2 separate regions of the Mus musculus genome follow, and region 1 is linked to region 2. A link is a contact called in public promoter capture Hi-C data. All regions are on one chromosome and are shown on one strand. Each heading gives the region's core, a stretch centred on a gene start, on an enhancer-like site or on the middle of the called end of the contact. The rest is flanking DNA. Distances are from core to core; before and after follow the strand shown.

Region 1 (3,765 bases), core at 1,055-3,554, 940 kb before region 2:
ACCCATGTGTCAACGTGGTGACCTCTGTGGGAAAGGCCAGCAGCTAGCTGTAGCAGTTTCTGGTCCCAGGTTGGTTGAGCCGCATCCAGGGTTTCCTTCCCTGAAGGAAACCGTTTTTTTATCATTCCTAATTGGGCTGAGCCACATGTGACAAGCCTGCGGTTTCGCCTTTCAGGCCTGGGGAGCCTCGGTTTCCTCCCTCCAGTCTTAGGGATTCACTTCTCAGCAGGTGCCCATCCTGTGGTCAGCAAGGGGGATCACTTTTCAGATGTGTCTTGGAAATGATGGATGGATTTCCCTCTTCCCAGAGGAGAGCCTTTTCCCAGCCACCGGCCACACGGTCCTGATGTCACCATCCACCATCATTATTGTGCAAAATAAAAGTCCTCGCCACCTCTAGTACTGACAGTGCCTGCAGCACCCTCAGAAGTTGTGGATGGTTAGGGAATTATTACCCATGAAATAAATAATAAGAATATTCCACAAAACACCCGCAGTCAGACACACATACATGCACATGTGTACACACACTCACACACATTCACACACTCCACATGCACATGCCTTTTGAATCCTGTCATAAATGTTTCCCAGATACCCTCTCATGCAATATTTGCAATTCTACCATTACACAATAATAACAATTCCATCAAGTTGGGGTCTAGTGCTCACAAAGCCCTGGGTTCAATCTCCAGTAGTGTGATGATGATTAATGGTAAAAATAATGTTGTGGGTTGATTCATTGTCAAGTCCTTCATATGAAGCTGATAGTGAATGTCGATGCCCAGTAATATCCTGTTTGTTTCACAGACAGTGACATGGAGGAGTGGAGGCTGAGTCACTCATTGGCTACAGCACAAGTAACATGTGATGATGGTGGTGTAACAGCCTTGCTCTCAGAGACAGTCTTACCCTGTGCTGGTTGGACAAGTCCATAAAACAAAGCAAATATGTCATGTATTATATAAAGAGATAGACACATAGACAGATGATAGATAGATAGATAGATAGATAGATAGATAGATAGATAGATAGATATGCAGACAGGCAGAGAGGCAGATAGATGATAGACAAATGATAGGTAGATTTATTGATAGATAGATAGATAGATAGATAGATAGATAGATAGATAGATAGATAGATAGATAGATAGATAGAGTTTGGAAGATTTGATGAACAAATAGACAATAGATACATGAAATATGGTCTGGTAGATGATAAATGATAAAAATATAAAATATAGATACATAGTTTATAGATAGTTATGTAGAATCATGTTCAAACAAAAATATAAAATATAGATACATAGTTTATAGATAGTTATGTAGGATCATGTTCAGATGATAGCTACCTAACTAGATGATCAACAGACAGATAGACACATGGATTACAAATAGATGACTCATTCCAGTGACAAGTCCCTTGCCAGCTCCAACCCCACCGTGATGAAGTTATCATTTATTTTGTAATGGTAGAATTCGACTATCCATATCTGTTCAGTGACACAACCATTAACTGTTCACTGAGCCCCCTTTATGTGCCAGGTGTCATAGGCACCTTGGTGAGGAACTGCAAGATGGTATGACAAAGAATAAACGTTCTTTGGAACTCTAGATTTAGCATCACTTAACCAACCCAAGAGTGAGACTTAAGCTTAGATGTTACTCATTTGTGTGTGTATGTTGGGGGGGGGGGTCAAGAAGGGAGATTGAGGCAGCCCAGAAATGTGTTGCCACTGATTGGGCCCCTGGAGAGTGTAGAGCTGTTTGAAACCAGGGAGGAGGGTACCTGAGGCTAGGCAAGCAGTGCCTGAGGCTAACTCACCTTGTCCAAGAGGCCCCCAGAAACGATGTTCCCACTTTCAACCGGCATGCTGTAGAATGACAGTCTGTTGTCTGATGTGCCTCATTCTGTGGCACTCAAAGTAAAGATGTGCAGGCAGAAGGAAGGTGTTCACTGAGTGGCTCTGGGCAAAGAGAACCTAAGCATCTCATCTCGGTGAGGGACAGTCAGAGTCCACCTAGAGCCAGATGCTATAGAGCAGCTTGAATGAAAGAGAGTCGAAGCAAGGAGATAAGAAGCCCCTGACCCAATTAGTAGTAACCTGTTGAGTTCAGTATTCAGATATCCCTAGGAATGACTGTAAACTTGTCACAGATGCACAGGTACGGGAACACACAATAGAAAATAATTTTCCCACATGCAGACAAACTCACTGGTCTTCACCATGACCCTAGGAACCAAGCAGTGCTGGGGACGACCTATCTTCATGTACAGAAGAGAATAGGGGTGTTGAGTCTGAGTCTGGTTGCTAGGGTTACCCAGACAGGTTATGATAGATGAGCTGAGACTCCAAGCTAAGAACTCCAGCTCCAGGGCCCTCTCCTTGGTATCTGAGTGTTCTGAATTCTTGCCCTATCCTATTTCAGGAAGGGACAGCTGGGTGGGGGGAAAGAACAGCTGCCCTCAGCCTCATAAAAGATGAGGTTCTTGCCCCCTGCTGCTATGAAAGGAAGGGGACAAATCCTTTGGTTCTAACTGGAAATAAAGAAAATTAAGCTAAGATATTGTAGCGTGAGGGAGAAACATTTTCCCAATTCTGTTCTGGAAGGGGTTTAACCCATTCGGCCATTCACCTCCGATGACTGTGTCTGGGGGAACTAGGGGACATGTTTCTCCATCCTTCCCTTTCTTAATTTGTAAAGTGGAAACAATCTTGTCACCTGACTCAAAGGTCAACTGTGTTTATTTTGTACTTACAGTTGAACGCTATGAGTGATTAACATTGAATGCTATAATTGTTACCATTCTAAACTACTTTTACCATCTGTTAATGGTTGGGTGGGGTCTCTCTAGGCTGGGTCTCTATCTCATCGATGGTTGGTTGAAGGTCTCTCTAGGCAGGCTATCTGTCTCATCACTGGTTGGTTGGGGTCTCTCTAGCCCAACTATCTATCATCACTGGTTGGTTGGGTTCTCTCTAGCCCAACTATCTATCTCATCACTGATTGGTTGGGATCTTTTTAGGTAGGTTAACTCATTGGTTCACACTCTACTTCCTTTTCAAATGCCCTCAGTGGTTACATACAAAACAGGGCCCCTCACATTCTTCATCCTTTTCCTTCATCAATGATGCTTACTCCATCTCTCCTCTTCCCCACAGATGCACTGTCTTATCATACTCTGTTGAGAGAATAGATACCATAGATCTAAGATGCCATCTTCAAACTCTTGAGCCTACACTGACCTTTCAATAGCTTTCACACATACCCAGATTTTCAACATTTATCACATCACTAAGGAAGCTCATGGGGCTGCGATGTGCCCAGATACGTCATTATGCTAGAGAGTAAGTTTTGCAAGACTGTACTGTGATAGAGTGATTTCTTGTGCTTCCACGGGAAGCATGTGCTGGGTAGTGTTGCATGAGAGGCCTGTAGCCTCAGTTTCCCCATTGCTCCTCAGAGTCTTGACGGGCATTGGTGCCTACTTTCCATGTTTTACAAACTGTGGCTCAGACAGAGACATGACTCCAGACATAATGGAAGGCTGGCATGTCTGGTTCTGTGTTCCCACTGCCCTCCTTGGCATGTGAGGCCTCCCACGTCATACCCGGAAGGTCAGGTTTCTGTATGAACATTCTCTGCCTCCTTCCCACCTTAGCAGGGGCTGAGCCCCCTTCCATCATGCCCTCAGCCCGTACCCCTGGAGTCCCTGACCAGCCAGCTCCTTGCTCTATGGCTGTGCTATTCCATCTGCAGGATG
Region 2 (4,071 bases), core at 1,109-3,608:
CTCCCCCACGCCCCCACTCTCCAATTCATAACCAGTATGAATTTCCCTTCTCTTCCTCCCTCTTTCTCCTCCCAAAGTCTACATTTTGGGAGTCAAAGCTGTGGCACCCTTCAAAATATTAGCCCCACCCCCCGGGATTCCGCAGCAGCGGTACTTTTGAAAGGGAGAACAGAGAGGAGGCGCGCAAGGGACCTTCAGAGCCAGGGAGCCGGGCCGCAGGGCGCCCCGAAGCGACAGTTCTCTTCGCCAGCGCCCGGGCTGCGCGGGCCCACGCGACATCTGTCGCCCGCGCTCCCGGCTCACACCCCGCTCACCCCCGCAGCTCCTCGGGCGCTGCCACCCCCCACGCTCCGGCTGCCGCCTCTCCCTGCGGCGCCGCGCCAGCTTCCTAAGGTGTCTGCGCGCCCGTCGGGCAGGGCTGGGATCAGCCCAGAGCATCTCAGGGTCTCTGGCTACCTTACCTGTGATCTTCACATTCCGACCCATTCTCGGAAGTCAGCCTAGTTCCCACCCACCCCACCCCGTTTTATGAAGCCTCTGCACTAGAAATCTAGAAAGGCGACCCCGACCGACACTTCTTGCTCCCCCAAACCGCCTAGCCCGGTACCTGGCACACAGCGGGTGCTCACAGGTCACCCTACCAAGGACCCACCTATAGCCTCCCGATATCAAACATTAGGCACCCAGCACCCAGGGACGGTCCGGAGCACACAGCAGGCGCCCACACCTCTCGCCGTCGCTGGGGAAGGTGATAGGAGGCCAAGCTGTAAACCGCGACACCTCGTGGTAAAAGGAGCAACAAAGTTACCCAGGAGATGGGACCTTGATGTGCGCCTGCCTTGGAGAGAGGACCACGACCTACCCCTGAGAAACTTCCACGGGAGCGGGGGTGGGAGGAGTTGGGGGGTCATAGAGAATGGGGATCACCACAAACTGCAGACCCTTGAGGAGACGGGAGTTGGCAGTGGAGATATGGAGACCTGGTCAAGTTGGAATACCAGGCGGTTTGAAAAGGGCCGGGGACTCGAGAACCTGTGGTGCATAATTAGGGGAGACTCTTAGCTCGGACTGGTGCAGTTCTACTGCGTGTGTTTACTGGGGCTGGCAGCGATTGTGGTGGCTTACGTCCTTCTAAAACCACTATGCTGCAGAGGAAGGAGGAGGAGAGAGAAGAGGGAGAAAGGAGAGAGGGGACAGTGAGGAGAGAGAGAAGGGGGGGAGAGAGAGAGAGGTGGAGAAGGAAGGGGGGACACGGGGTAGTGGGAGAGGAGAGAGAAAGCAGACTGGAGAAAGGGAAAACAGGAGAAAGTGGAAAGGCAGAGGAGAGCTACACAAGGGGAAGAATAACGTGAGCCAGGGGATTGGAGAAAGAAGAGAGTGAAAACACTGAAGAGAGATGAGAGTGAGGGAGAAGAGAGAGGAGTGGGGAGGGGGGGGAGAGTGAAGACAGAACAGAGACAGGGGAGCGGGAGGAGAGGGGGAGGAGGTAAGGAAAAAGAGGAGAGAGAGAGGGAAAGGAAAGGGAGAGGAAGGAGAAGGGGAGGAGGGAAGGAAAAAGAGGAGAGAGAGAGGGAAAGGAAAGGGAGAGGAAGGAGAGAGGGGGAGAGAGTGGAGATGGAGAGTGGAGGGAAAGAAGAGAGGAGAGAGATGAAGGAGGGAAGGAGAGAGGGAGAGAGAGGAAGGAGGGAGGAAGAGAGAGAGGGAGAGAAGAGAGAGGGGGAAGGAGAAGGGAGGAAGAGAAGAGAGAAAGGAGAGAGGAACAGAGGGAGGAGGAGAGAGAATGAGGGAAGAGAGGGAGGGAGAGGGAGAGAGAGAGAGAGAGAGAGAGAGAGAGAGAGAGAGAGTAGGGGGGATGAGGCGGAGCAGATACTCGGGGTCTGGATAAAGAGGGACAGAGGGCAAGCGAAGAGTAGGAGACCGGGTCCGCTGTTCCTCGCCGAGGAGCCCTGGCTCCCGCTGTCGCTGTCGCTCTCCCGCCCGCTTGCCCGCGTACCTGTTGCTCGGTCCGGGCTGGGTCTCGGCTCCGGTCCCCCCCACCAAGAAGGCCCCGCGCGCGCCGCCTACGCGCTCCGCCTGCCGAGCAGCCAGGCCGCCAGCGCCGCCACCTGCGCGGCCGCGCACAGCCAGGGCCAGCGGGCGCGGAGCGCGGGCAGCAGCGCGGGCAGCGGGTCCCGGGGCCGCGCGCGACGCCGCATGGCGCGTCGGTGCAGCTCGTCGCCCAGCGCCTGCAGCCGCAGCGCGGTCACCTGCGCCGCCGCCCAGCGCAGCCCGGGGCGAGCGTCGCCGCAACCGCACACGGCCGGGGGCCCGCGGCCGCGATGCCGGGGACACGGGCACATGGCGTGCGGAGGAGCCTCCCTGGACCCCAAGTTTCGCCCTTCACCGCGCGTTTGTTGTGCTGACGGCGCTATTATTAATTAAAGTGTCACATGGTGGAGGGGGCGGGGAGGGCGCGGGGAGGGGGTTACATCATCCGGCCCGGGGGGTGGGGAGTGTGTGCAGGAGAAAAAGCCGAGAGGTAACTTTTAACCCTCGAGACGCCGGCAGGGCGGGGACAGGCAGGGATGCGGGGCTTCGGGAATGCTGGCCCGGGGTCCGCTGTTTCGCTTCCCGGGCTGCGGGAGGCTCCAGCTCGGAGATAGCCTGGAAAGCCAGCTCGGTGCGCACTGTGAATTGAGCTCCGGGAGAATTCGGCCGTAATGCGAAAAGATCCCCGGGCTGTTGTGTGGCCTGGGTGGTGGGAGGCAGGGTTCAAGCCGACTTGCCCTGTTTCGGGACAGCCTCCGCACCTGTCAGCCTCCGGGTGGGTGCACACATTCCTGACACGCGTTCGCACCCCCTTCTGGTGACCTGACTTAAGCGCACCCCGGGGTGGGAGCCTGAACCCTGAAATGAAGGCGGGGGACCCGGGATGGGTTGGACTCCAACTTGGGCGAGTCGCCTTTGCACTCAAGACATCTCCCCACCCCCCACCCCCCACCCAAGAACGTGGTTCTAGAGAGAAGTTCTTGCAGCCTGCTTACTTTGTAGGCTTTATCTTTTCAAACGGGGTCAGAGTTTGCTGGCGACCCTGTAAGGCTTTGCCTTGGTGCCCAGTGAGGTTACCTAACCCAAAGGAAGACCAATCCAGTTTTGCTCCAGCTCCAGCCTGGGAAGTCCTCTGGGGAGGGTGCCGACCAGTGAGGAGGCTCCTGGGACTCCTTAGGGTGCTAGAGAGACCCGCCCACCATGTCCAAGCCACTGGATTTTGGACAGCTTTGGGATTGGGGCCTGAAGGAGCAGGGAAGTGGTCCATATACAACCTGGTCCATATAGTGGTTTCAGGCCAGCCACAGTTACAGAGAGAATCCTTTATTTAAAAACCCCAAAGAGTCAGGGATGCCTCTGTGGGTAAAGGTGCTTGCAACCGAACCTGATGACTTAATTTCAGTCCTGTGAATCCGTGTGTTCCAAAGACAGAAATCTGATACCCACAGATTGTCCTCTGACCTCCATATGTACTACCCTATGTGTATGCACATAAGATAGATAGATAGATAGATAGATAGATAGATAGATAGATAGATAGATAGATAGATAGATAGGAGATAGACAGACGTATTCAAACAGAAAACAAGTCGAGCAGTGGTTGTACACGCCTTTAATCCCAACACTTGGGAGGCAGAGGCAGGCAGATTTCTGAGTTCGAGGCCAGCCTGGTCTACAGAGTGAGTTCCAGGACAGCCAGGGCTACACAGAAAAACCCTGTCTCAAAAAACCAAAATAAATAACTAAAACCCAAAAGATAAGAAACTATGAACTCACCTTTTTGGAGTTCTGTGATGTTATTGTGACTTTCCTTTTGTTTCAAAAACTCTGCTACGGTGTAACCAGAAGCTCTCCTGCCTCATCCTCCTGACCACCAAATGACAGGAGGACTCTGCAGCTTGACTGACTTTCAGCCACATCAATGGGCTACGGGCTCCCTTGGAAGCTTGGTGAGGTGACTGTCAGAGCTCAGCATAGCCCAGCTGTGTGCTTTTGGTGACCCTCGCCCCCACCCAGTGGGCAGTCACTGTGCCCTTACTACCC

The links. Promoter capture Hi-C pulls out the DNA fragments that hold promoters and counts their contacts.
Region 1: a contact with region 2 is called in a promoter capture Hi-C map of stem cell-derived epiblast-like cells, with 6 times the contacts expected there. The contact joins the promoter of 1700081H04Rik here to the promoter of Hrk in region 2.

The regions. Positions count from the first base shown.
Region 1 is chr5:119,106,775-119,110,539 of GRCm38.p6, reverse strand. 1700081H04Rik (RIKEN cDNA 1700081H04 gene) reads right to left here and starts at 2,304. Exons shown (of 4, transcript NR_040693.1): 1 at 1,825-2,304.
Region 2 is chr5:118,168,051-118,172,121 of GRCm38.p6, reverse strand. Hrk (harakiri, BCL2 interacting protein (contains only BH3 domain)) reads right to left here and starts at 2,358. Exons shown (of 2, transcript NM_007545.2): 1 at 1,994-2,358. The coding sequence starts at 2,339. The coding sequence ends at 2,061.